Regions from separate parts of the Mus musculus genome. Here all the other regions are linked to region 1. A link is a contact called in public Hi-C and HiChIP or PLAC-seq data. All regions are on one chromosome and are shown on one strand. The core of a region is the stretch at or near the end of the contact, and the rest is flanking DNA. Distances in the headings are between cores, read along the strand shown. Region 1 overlaps Gm30515 (a long non-coding RNA gene). Region 2 has its middle 100 kb from the start of 4933409F18Rik. Region 3 has its middle 19 kb from the start of 1700020D12Rik.

Evidence for each region. Hi-C and Micro-C count contacts between places; a contact is called where the count stands out from the background. HiChIP or PLAC-seq counts read pairs in DNA pulled down with a chosen protein or histone mark.
Region 2: a contact with region 1 is called in a Hi-C map of cerebellum, with 2.2 times the contacts expected there. The contact joins two enhancer-like sites. A contact is called at or near these places in 5 of 484 Hi-C or Micro-C datasets (the N1E-115 cell line, cerebellar granule neurons, cerebellum and 2 more) and 5 of 115 datasets of contacts at active chromatin or transcription factors (craniofacial prominence, differentiating embryonic stem cells, embryonic forebrain and 2 more).
Region 3: an H3K4me3 HiChIP or PLAC-seq map of embryonic forebrain shows a contact between it and region 1, with 5 times the contacts expected there. The contact joins two enhancer-like sites. A contact is called at or near these places in 2 of 484 Hi-C or Micro-C datasets (cerebellum and embryonic cerebral cortex) and 4 of 115 datasets of contacts at active chromatin or transcription factors (astrocytes, embryonic forebrain, embryonic hindbrain and 1 more).

What each region holds. Positions count from the first base shown.
Region 1 is chr12:27,061,016-27,065,079 of GRCm38.p6, reverse strand. Gm30515 (a long non-coding RNA gene) reads left to right here. Exons shown (of 7, transcript XR_001780580.2): 3 at 1,461-4,064. Among named protein-coding and RNA genes, the nearest start is that of Gm30515, 20 kb to the left of the region's middle. RefSeq lists an enhancer at 1,981-4,064. Within about 2 kb of position 2,714, at least 109 of the 459 cell types and tissues checked have an H3K27ac peak or open chromatin away from gene starts, as enhancers often do. A contact at or near this core is called in cerebellum, embryonic cerebral cortex and embryonic forebrain, where this site is marked.
Region 2 is chr12:26,732,602-26,736,482 of GRCm38.p6, reverse strand. No RefSeq gene overlaps it. Among named protein-coding and RNA genes, the nearest start is that of 4933409F18Rik, 100 kb to the left of the region's middle. Within about 2 kb of position 2,047, at least 8 of the 459 cell types and tissues checked have an H3K27ac peak or open chromatin away from gene starts, as enhancers often do. A contact at or near this core is called in cerebellum, where this site is marked.
Region 3 is chr12:26,629,352-26,633,556 of GRCm38.p6, reverse strand. No RefSeq gene overlaps it. Among named protein-coding and RNA genes, the nearest start is that of 1700020D12Rik, 19 kb to the right of the region's middle. Within about 2 kb of position 1,531, at least 51 of the 459 cell types and tissues checked have an H3K27ac peak or open chromatin away from gene starts, as enhancers often do. A contact at or near this core is called in cerebellum, embryonic cerebral cortex and embryonic forebrain, where this site is marked.

The DNA.
Region 1 (4,064 bases), core at 1,465-3,964:
GTTCCCTCAGGCTCCCTGAGTCAGCAGCCCCCCCTCACCCACACTGAATTCAAAACCAAGATTGATCTTCACAGAGAAGTCTCTGATGCGATGGTAAGTCCAAAGCATCGACGGTATAAGGCTGAGATGTTCTTTGGTGGCTTGGCTCCATCGATCCGTCGTCAGCAGAAGCCTTGTTAAACTAGAGAAGCAGCCTGGTCACTATTTCTAGACTTCCTCTCTGATCACACACATGCTTTAGTGCATTGAGTCAGAATCAAAAGCTTCGTTTTGGATCTGTTTAGGGATACTCTATCATTGAGTCATGTGATGTGAGGGAAAATTAGAGCTTGGTGTGTATTTAGGTGAGATATGTAAAATTTCATTTCACAGAGCCTCGACAGAGTCTGGATATCTACTTTCAAGAAATGTTGATATTGTTAGGATCAGCTAATCTGCTTGCTGCTCTCCCCCTCCCACTGTGTGTGTGTGTGTGTGTGTATTGTATACGATGTGTGCATGTGTATATGTGTGTATGTATGTACGTGTATGTATATGTGAATATGTATGTATGTCTGTGTATGTATATGTGTTTGTATATGTCTGTATATGTATATGTGTATATGTATAGATGTATGCATGTATATGTATGTATGCACTTATGTATGTATGCAAGACTTCAACACAAGTCCTTTCCTAGAAATAAAGAATAAGTTGAAGTTGCTGCTGTTTTGATTATATAGCTTTTGTACGCCTCCCAAGAGAATAGCCATCTACTCAGTGCAATTCCTTAAACTGTATTTTCTATTCCTTCCATGTCTTGAATAGAGGAAACATCTTCTGAACAGAATTCTCTCTAAATGAGAAATTAGAAAGGGGAACAAAGTCTAAGCCATACTTTGAGGTCAAGTGTCCTCCTTTGCTGTGTTTTCCTGGCTCATTGAATCTTGTCACACCCCAGATCCCCTTTCTGGCTGTGACTATAGTTTCTCAGGCTTGGGACCTCTTTTTCAAGGTTAAGAGAATGTTACTAACATGGTTGAGAAAAAAGTGTTATCAAAGATGATGAGAAAAAGGCCTGAGATCTGTGGTTTTAAGTAAACAAAATATTTTTAAAGGAAGGATTCTTTTTCCCTATGAGATAATGTTCTTAATCTCAGGCACTTTCCTGTAGTTAGAATCATCTACAGGGCATAAAAAAAAGTCAGCCTGCAAAATTAGAGAATTATTTCAATAATGGCTGCTTTTAGATTTGCTGGATGGAAACACAAGAACAGTCAGATATAAACCTTCAAGCGGTAAAGCCAACTACGTACTGTATTTGGTGCTTTCGGAAGACTGGCAGTTCTATTGAATGAGATCAGTTGCACAGTTCCTAATGCCTCACCAAATGCACATGGACGTATAGCAAGAAAGAGCCATATTTGCATGTCAGGATTTGTATTTGAATATTTGATTGTGCTTCCTTTCTTCCCCCACAGGCAGAAACCTAGGCCCAGGAATGTGTGATTTACCAAGGTCACTCAGCCCACAGGACCAGGGCTGGCCTCCTCTCCCCCAAGATCCATGCTTGGCTGAAATGCAGTTTTCCCTACGCCAGATAGGATGGTGCTGGAGGACAATCCTATGGCACATATGATAATAATTCACATTATTTCAAAGCATCATTTAAAAAAAAAACCCAGAAATATGACACACACACAAAATCAATCCCTGCTTTTCTTAAACCCAGATTTGGAGTAAATAAGGACACCCATAGTTCTTCAAAAATCACTCCATAGGGAAGAATAACCAAACACTGAAGGTAATTAGCATAGCTCCATTTCATATATACAAAAATCAAATAAAACTCAGCAATGAAAATATTCAGAAACAGAAGAAAAAGTCAATTTTTTTAAGATGCAACCCTATCTTGGAATCTTTTTATTGGCCAAAAGCCTTTGCAAGTGCTGCCTGTGGGTGCATGTTCCCGAGCCGGGGACTGTTCTGTGAGCTTCTAGACCACGCTGCAAGAATCCATGCAGTCCAGTGGCAGTGAAGCAGTTAAGTTCCCTCATCTCCTAGGCAACCAGCAATGGCAGTCCACATAAGAATCCTGGAGACATTGCCAATCTGCTGTTTAATAAAGTAAACTTTGATTGCTAGAGATATTTCTTCTTTTTATAAGTCATTTTTTCGTTACTATATTCAAATGTAATGCCAACCAGCATGCTCTATGTGCAGGGGTAGCCTCTACCCTGTAAAGAATGGCCCATTAGAAATGTTATTTTAAAAGATGCAGGGCACTGTGCATATTCACAACTGATTGGATTGCATAAGAAAATAACATCAAAGAAAGCTCCTAAGGTGTATTTGCTTAGTGAGAACAATTCAGAACATAACAGAGCTCAGTTTCCCAGTTTCTTCTTCAGCAACCTGAAAATATTAATTTCTGCAAGCTGCATGTCGTTTAATTTTAAGATGCTGAATATCCTGTGATGTATCCGTCTGCTTTTTAAAATTAAAATCTAGAGTCTCCATTTTGAAACAAAATTGTGTGTATGTCCCACTCAGACAAGCACAGAAAAGATTTATTCAAAGTTGCCCAAGCCTTCTCTCCCCTGTTTCAGAAGCTATGCTGCAGCTTGGGATATTGACAAGCCCTAATAGGAAACCTAGCAGGGGAGCTTAATGAGCCCTGCACTGAGTGTGAGGGAGGGCAGGAGGAAAGCCACGGCAAAGCTAAACCAAGCTCTGTGTCCACAGTGCCTAGCAGCCGGCATGGCAGCTGCCTGGCGTTCTCCTTCTGTCTCCTCTGCCCCTGTACACAGCTCTTTCCTCTGACCCAACTAGCTTGATAAAAAATTGTGCTGGGTTCTTCACAAACATAAAAGCAGCCGAACAAAACAGATAGTCTCTCCATTGATGAAGAGGAGGGGAGATTGGAAGGCTGGATAGGAGAGCCAGTGCTGCAGAGCCGCGCGTAACACCGAGTGGGGAGCAGTGGGGGAGGGGCAAAAGGAGAACCGCTTCGGTAAAAAAATGGCCCCTGCTCCTTGTCTGTGTACCTCCTTGATGTTGTCCTCCAGGAGAGTTTTGTTAAGTCAAATCTTCAATTCTAAGAACACCATCTATCTAATTTACACCCACAGCACACTGGGTATTTCTCATCTTTTTTTTTTTTTTTACAACATTTCTTAGATATCCCTTTGTTATCATTTTCCACTCCAGTGAAAAAATCAAAGGCTTGCCTCTCCCCCAGCCCCTAAGAGTCTTCCAGCATTTTGCCACCCTTAACTCTGCTTGCGATTAGAAAAGTCAACAGCACGATTCCTAGCTCTAATGAGTAGACAGCTCCAAGGAATTTGTAGCCTGCATTTTCTCTGCACACCAAGTATAGGGTCCAGTAGTAAATTCTGTGATGTTGCCTACATCCATGGTGGATAACCCCGTGCATCGCTTAATACGATTTATGCTTGTTGGCTCTCTCTATATGCCCTGCCATGGTGAATAAAGGAGAGGCCGAGTTCCCGTGGCAACCAGAGCCACTGCACTCCCAACTGCGGGCAAATTCTTCCTAAGCAGAAAGTAGGCAGGAGAAAGACTATGCTGGCTCCTGCATAAACATGCCAGGCTCTGATCTGGAAGAAGGAGGCACCCAGTCTCAGATTGAATTTAGATGCTCTGATTGCTTGGCCAGACCCTTCCATGTGCTCTTCCCATGGAAACATCTGCAGCTGGACGGGAGCCCAATCATAATTCTTTGCAGATCTCCCCAGCCCCGTTGCTAGTCGAATGTCACCCGGGCTTCATCAAGGACGAGACTCCATCAAGGACCCAGAGAAGAATTCTTTATGCATCTGCTCAAAATGAGGAGGTTATTTTGTTGTCTTCAAGATGGCTCTTGAGCTGCAGGCAGAGCCAAGGGCTGTGGCCTGAATGAGGAGAGTTGCTAGGAGATAAGCCCGGCTGCAGACAGCAGGCTGGAGTTATCTCTAATTGACAGCTCCTTACCCTAAGGGTCTAATTCTAACCTTGAGACCAGGACTATAATGAGAGGGCAGTTTTCCGTCACCCCTATTCCTGGCGCAGGCAGGGAGATTACT
Region 2 (3,881 bases), core at 798-3,297, 330 kb after region 1:
AAACAGGACCCAGTGGTGACTCCCCGCTTGTTTAAGCCCCCAGAGCTGCCTTCTTCACATGTGAAAGTCAACTGTCAGAGCAAACAGCCTTCAGGTCTAGGGAACTGAAATATTCTCGAAAACCTTAAAAAAACAAAACAAAAAAACCAAAAAACAAAAAAAAACAACCCCCCCCCATCTTACTTCCGGTCACTCTGAGGATAACATAAAATGTAAAGGAGGTTCTTTCTGAATTAAAATGAGCAAGGAATTTCCTTAAAGAACTTTTCTTCTAGTCTCCCAGAAGTGTCAAAAAAAGAAACCAGGCCTCCAGACCCACTGTGACCAGAAAACATATAGAACAACCTATAGCTACAAAGAGTACAAAGAGACTTGAACTTGGGAAGGAAAGATGAAAAGAACGAATATGTGATAAAAGAAAAATTTGCAAGGCAGTGAAACAAGCAAAATGAAGAAAGGAAACAAAAAACTCGAAGAGAACGCAAAGACAATTGCAAAGACAAGTTTCAGTTAGGCTGTGAGGTCCCAAAATGTGCCAGCGAGCTCCCTGAGTTCTGAGAAGTTCATTATCTGACCAAGCCTTGCTCCCAGCTCCTCAGCAGTTTCCCATACCTCCAACCTTTGGAGACTTTTATGGCTCAAAGGACTGCACTAGTCACATGGGGAAGAAATTGTTTTGTGGGGGTAGAAACATGGGTGGACAGAAATATGAGTACTTGGAGACTAAAGCAAGGCTTGTACTAGGCTCTTGGGTCATTAGTTCAATCCCTCTATCCCTGTTCTGCCTAAGAAAGGGTTTCTCATGCCCCAGGTGAGGGCAATCCTTATCACCTCTTTACCCCAAGGCCACCAGGGGAATGTGGCCCCCATAGAGGCCTTACCTGAAAGGGTCATGGTTCTTCTCTAGTGCATTTGTTTTTTCCTGTTTAACAAGTTGACAGGAGCGATTACTCAAAGACCAGCAGCCAGCTCTCCAGGTCATCCAACACAAACAAAGCATCAGCACCCTGTCAGGGCCTCCACAGTGTCTGTACCACTTAAACACTTCCCTGCATCTATAGGAACCCATGGGATTCAGGGCTCTCCAACCCCACACTTACCAGCACACAGTTACTTGCTGTGGTTTTATCTTAAAAGGTAGCATGAAGCAGGTCTTTGCTTCAGAAGTGGGGTGTCAAAAATATCGAGGGAAGCATGGAATACCAAAAGGCCTATGCCCTGTCCTCTATTTGCTTTCTGCCTTAGTATAATAAATGATCCTCCCCAAACCATGGAGTCTCCCAGAGAGACTTATCCACAGTGACGATACCCAAGCTCCAAAGCTTTAGGTAGTTAGGAAAAGGAAGTTATATTGCAGTCCCAGCCAAGAACATTCTGGAACTGATCATTGGCTTACATCACAGCCCCCCTTCACCCCCCCAGGAGAGCATTGGCCGAATCAGAAAGCCATTTTAACCTTTAATTATTTATTATACACCTTTCTTCAAAACCTGGTGTGGGACTCTTAACAGTATGTAACATGAGACAAAAAGGACACAGGGCTTGTGTGGCCACTTGATTCAAGAGCGTCTCTGAAGGGACATGTGTACCTTGTTATTTGTGACCAGAATGTGAGAGCCTGCCTTGATCAGCTCTCTCAGGCTCCTACCCTCCTGTGTTCTTGCCCTCTGTTCCTGTGAAACTCCAGCCCAAGTCCCTAGCCCCTGTCCGTGGGACACAGCATTCTGTCTTCTCAGCTGCCACCATATGCTCAGGTTGTCACATGGTTTACAGATTAGGGGGAGTCACTCTTGACTAACATATGACAAGAGGCAGTTGTCATTAGCACACTAAACTCTGTGGACCCAAACCTGCTCTATCCCCAGTGAGCACGTAGCCAAGCCTGATCCCCGATTCTGATTAATGGGATTGGCAATTAAGAGAACAGCGGACGATGGAACAACTGCCTCACCCTTCAAAGCAATTTTGCCTTTGCTCTGAGGTAATGAAGAGTAAACAGAAGGCTGTGATAAACTCAAACAGACAAGAGTCACATGCCCTCCCCCATCAGCACCATTTTTCATTGCTGCAATTCTGAGACCTCGAACCACCAGAGGAGCCCAGTGTCTGCTGGGTGCAAGCACTGATTAATAATTCTGCACTTTAGACTCCATAAGACATGTTCTTTGCATTTCTCCAGGTGTCAGGAGAAAAATTAAACAACAGTTTAAAAGGCATTAAGTGGATATTTCCACTAGCATGCTCTGTCCTGTCCACCTTGGGTGTCCTTTGGATTGGCAGGTGTCAAGATAAAGGCAGCAGATGACATGGCTTACATTTCAAAACCTGTCTTTCAATCATCTTGGTATGTTAAATTATTTCATTGAATTAGTGCCTCAGACTCTGGTGAAGGAAAAAAAATTAAATGTTCACCAGGACCAGTAGTCAGGTGGGTGTGCTGTGCCTTTAATTTCTCATTCACTCGGGGGTCAGCAGAGTAAATTTCATCTGTCTCAGTTAAAGTCAGACACCTCCCCCTTGTGGTTCAGTGCAACCCATTCAATCCTCTTATAACCTTTGTTCAGGTGTTCTGACTGCTGCTACAGGCAGGATGCTTGCCAGAGCACTCAATGATTCTGGTCTGATTATCTAAATAGTGATCTGGTCCTCCACTAACAGATGGCCTTGAGCCTGATTAAAAAAAAAGTAGCTAAGAATATAAAGAGACCTATACTTTAGGCATATAGTTAATTTGTCCCAGAAATGTTAGTTTCCTAAATGAAGTATTTTATATGCTTAGCTACATGCTATGAGTTGTTTTGTCAACAACATGCTATTTGAATGACTGAAAACTATGTATCTGTTCTACACATTAAAAACTTGTATCAAGAATATATAAAGAGTATCTACAAACAAACATTTACAGAGCTCTGCCCTGACCCTTCTGCAACTCATTCCCTAGGCCACAGCTTGTCTGGTAGCCCTGAAGGCCTGCTGCCACCTGGGACAACAAGAAGCCTGAGGCCATTAGGGACTACTAGTTCTGCCTGCAGCCCTGGAAGCCTGCTGCCAGCCAAGACAGTCAGTTCTACATGCAATCCTGCCATCAGGGACTATAAGGTCTGCCTGCATCCCCAGATACCTCTTGCAGCCAGGGACCACCAGGCCTGCCAACACCAAGGACAGCCACAGAGCTAAAGGCCAGTATAAGGACACAATCAATAAAAGCCACGGCAATATTGGAGCACTAGAACCCATTCTAATACAGCAAGCCCTGGATATCCTAACACACCTGAAGCAAAAGAAAATGACCTAAAATTTAATCTTCTGAAGATGACAGAAGCTTTTAAAGAGACACTAGTAAATCCTTTAAAGAAATATAGAAAAATACAATCAAGCAGCTAGTGGTCTTCAAAGAGGAAAGAAAGAAATGTAAGGAAATATAGGAAAGTACAACCAAATAGGTGAAGGATATGAATAAAAATGTTCAAGACCTGAAAATGGAAATAGAAACAATAAAGAAAAGACAATCTAAGGAAATCCTGGAGATGAAAAACCTATGACAGAGAACAGGAACAACAGATGCAAGCATCACCAACAGAATACAGGGTAGGAAGGGAGAATATCAGTCATAGAAGATATGATAGAAGAAATTGATACATCAGGCAAAGAAAATGTTAAATCTAAAAAATGCCTGACACAAAACATCCAGGAAATCTGGGATACTATGAAAATACCTAACCTAAGAATAATAAGAATAGAAGAAGATGAGTCTCAGATCCAAGGACCAGAAAACATTTTCAACAAAATCATAGAAGAAAATTTTCCAAACCTAAAGAAAGAGATGCCTATAAATGTACATGAAACTTCCAGAATACCAAATAGATTGGACCAAAAAAGAA
Region 3 (4,205 bases), core at 282-2,781, 430 kb after region 1:
ATCTTTAATAAACTCACTTTCTTGCTAACATATGTCTCTATCCAATTGTTTGATCTGGGACACAGGAACCTGGAACCTCTCCAGAGCTGTTCTCTAAGCCCCAATATGGGTGGGTATCACACTCCATACGATAGATATTTTAAGAAAGAAAATGTTAATATATCTTTCATTATTGCATGTTCCTGTAATTGTCCTTATTGTCAGTTGTCATCGATCCATTGCTGCCCTTGGGAAAGCATCATGCAATATGTACTGCAGTGGGATCTATATTCCCAGGCATTCACTCAAGTCTTAGACTATCTTGGAGATGAGGAGGGACAACTAAGCCACTGCATCCTTTTGGAGAATAAAGAAAACATGTTTACTACTCATCTTAAAGGGCACAAAACTTTTGAAAGTACTTGTACTACTTGAACATGCAATATTACTCAGCATACTCAGACTGCTAGCAGAACACTTGCCTGAAAATGATAGCCAGTCAAACAGCAATGCTTTGGGGGATTAACAGAAGGTATTTCATGTACCCTGAGTCTGTTGCACAGACAACAAAGGCCATATTCTTAAAGATTTATTTATTTATTTTATGTAAGTACATCGTAGCTGTCTTCAGACACTCCAGAAGAGGAAGTCAGATCTCACTCAGGATGGTTGTGAGCCACCATGTGGTTGCTGGGATTTGAACTCAGGACCTTCTGAAGAACAGTCGGTGCTCTTAACCACTGAGCCATCTCTCCAGCCCGAAAAGGCCATATTCTTGAATGTGCAGCTGTCACCTGAGGTTTGGTTTGATCCAGGCAAGGACTGCCTACATTATCCTCCATTCAAAGCCCATTGTGATTTCCCATAATTATTTGGCATATGTATCATGAACCTCTAGGATTTTCAGCACCTGGGAAGCTTCTGGCCACCAGACCTAGGGGAATAATTACTTGTAGACACAAAAGTTAGCCAAAAGGCTCTTTCACTTACAAGACAAACCCTTTACAGATGCATAAATGCCCAAGCCTAGAGAAACAGCTGGCTATCACAATAGGGCACTGGTATGTCACCCTCTACCACAGAACTCCCAACATCATTATGTAGGGAAGCAAGAACACAGATTGCACAGATGTGACATAGTACATGCAAACATTCACAGAAAGGGGAGATTGGAAATAGGTATCCAGAGTGTTTACCTGTGGGTTAATTGGGGAAAATCAAAGTTACATTCTATGGCAGTTTGTTGGGAGCCCAAGGCAACCATGTCTACCTTTAGCAAAGAGAGGTCAGCACACACCACTAAAACGAATTGATAACTCTATTAACCACCACAATTAACAGTTTTGAATGGGGCTAGAAATCTATATTTTATCCCCAATTATTTTGTTGCTGTTTCCATTAGAGTTTTAAGGATCAATGTGGGAACAACCCAATATTGCTTTGGGTAACAGAAATTTTATTAATCCTATTCTCAGACTGGCAAAGCCAGGTCTGCCCTGTAACAAAATCCTCCAGCATGCATGGGGTTAAGAGGCAGCATCCAGCTCCACCCCCACACAGTGTGTTCATCTCACTGGCAAGGCAGCCTCAACCAATCTTTGAACACAAAAGCACAGCATGGAAGGGGGGCTGCCTGCCTCATGGTTTTCCTATGATTTCCTACATAAAAATGAGAGGAAAAACAAAATGCTAGGCTCCCCTACCCAGTCTTAGTAAGGATCCTTATTAGACGGATTGGTCACTGCTAGTGTCCTGAGTGAGATTCTATTTACTGGGTGCACAAAAGCAGACAAAGCCACAAATGAGCGGCTCTGTCACTCTTGCTCATAGGAGAGTGTACAATTCATGCAGGAGGCTCCTCCGCTTCTGGTCGCAATGTTTGTCAGGAGGCCTAAAATCCATATGTCATGGTTATCGGTTTACCAGGGAACAGGGCAGAGTATGTTAGGTACTGGTAGTGGCTTGGGTAGCAGATGGTGGTCTGCTCCCCTGACACACACACACACACACACACACACACACACACACACACTCACTATCCTACTTTTTTTTACTACCCCCTTTTTTCTCTAGTCCCTGGTTAGTTTTCAGTGGTCCTGAACCAGCAGGCTCTGGATTGCACATGTGATGTGACTTTCCCTGGGCCCCTTCTATTTTTAGCCACATGAAAGAAACCTAGAATCTGTAAGAAAGCTATCTCACCTTCAAGTTTCCCTAGAAAGAATTTAAATTTCTATTCAAAACAGAGCTTGTTATAATTGGGATAGGGATGCTCTTCCCTCAGGCACTATGAGTCAATTAATTGGTTTTTTTTGAAGTGTTAATGGGGAAAATTTTTTTGACCTTTTCCAGAGTTTTTCCATGGAAGCTATTCATGAAAATTGCTAAGCTATTAAGCAACCAATTTTGGAGGCCACAAAGCTCCATGAGCTGTGTAGGCTTGGTGTGGGGGTGGGAATAAACATACAGCATGGGTGACTTCTTTGGTCATATCAAGAAAAGTACCCGCTTGATTAAAAAAAAATCTCCTTTTATACAGAGGCGTAAGTGTGATGGATGGATAGATAATTTAAGAGAGAGAGAGACAGAAAGGAAGCAGTGAAATTGATTCTGCAAAGTCTGAACTACACCAAAGCAGCCCTTGTGGCCTTGGGTGCAGTCAGATCTTCCTAGGCATTGCCTATTCCATGTAATAAATTAAAGCAACAAGGGAAGAAAAGTATAGAGAAACCACTCACGAGAAGCAAGCTCCGGAACAGAGTTCCAGTGCATAGACGCCATCTAAAGATTCTTTCAGAGCCCTGAAGATCTCCAGTAAGCTTAATGGTAAACTGATCTTGGTGGGTGAATTCATGTCAGCAAATGCAATCGGTTTAAATTTTAGCATCTTCTACTTAAAAAGCATTAGGATAAATTTCAAGTTATTTCTATGTTTTCATTTTTGTAGGTTCCTAAAAATCGTTTTTCTTTTTTAATAAAAAAAAAAAAAAAACTAGCAAAGACCACACCAATCAGCCACACACCTCACCCTTCACTCTCCTTCTAGTATCCAAGCCTAGGTTTCTGCTCATGGTACCTTGAAAAGAATACCAGAGATGAATGGAATAAGTGGTTTTGCCAAAAATTGCGCAGGTTTCTCAGGGCATTCTGTTATTAGAACTGATGGCCATATGAATAAGTGTTTGGTTAAAGTACAAGGAAACCTTCCTCCCAGAAATTGGAAATGGGGTAATTAGATTAATTAAATATTCTCCTAAGCAGTGAAGCACCATTTATGCACAAAAGAGTCCTACTTGAATATGTGTGTGTGTGTGTATACACACACACACATACACACACATTATATATATATACATATATATATACATATATATATACATACATACATATATATATATATATTTAATGAATAAACACACTGTGAATGGCCTAAGGGAACACAACCTCAGCTCTCACAATGTGGCTCAGAACTGATGTCAGGCTCATAAATGCAGCAAGGACTGTTTAAAGAACAGAGTCATGTGATGAATGCTTGACGTTCTTTACACCAATGTAGGGAAAGCAAGCAAGAAAGTACTATATGACAGTCTCAGAAAGTAGGGACATGTGTTCCTTTAAAGTGACAAGGTTGGCAAGAGGAGAGATCCACAGGAAAAGTATAAAACTGAATTCTAGTATCTATAGATCCCTACAGCTGGTACCCACAACCCAGAAAACCTAAAAGCACATCTAAGATTAGAAGACAAAACTGTCCCCTGTTGCTGCTTTTTAACCTAGTGTTAGAAACATGGCTAATGTGATAAGACAAGAAAATGAGACGAAAGGATGGACCATCCAGAGACTGCCCCACCTGGGGATCCATTCCATCATCATCCACCAAACGCAGACACTATTGCATATGCCAGCAAGATTTTGCTGAAAGGACCCTGATATACCTGTCTCTTCTGAGGCTATGCCAGTGCCTGGCAAATACAGAAGTAGATGCTCACAGCCATCTATCGGTTGGAACACAGGGCCCCTAATGGAGGAGCTAGAGAAAGCACCCAAGGAGCTGAAGGGGTCTGTAACCCTACAGGTGGATCAACAATATGAACTAACCATTACCCCCAGAGCACGTGTCTCTAGCTGCATATGTAGCAGAAGATGGCCTAGTCAGCCATCATTGGGAAGAGAGTCCCCTTGGTCTTGCAAACTTTATATGCCCCAGCACAGGAGAACGCCAAGGC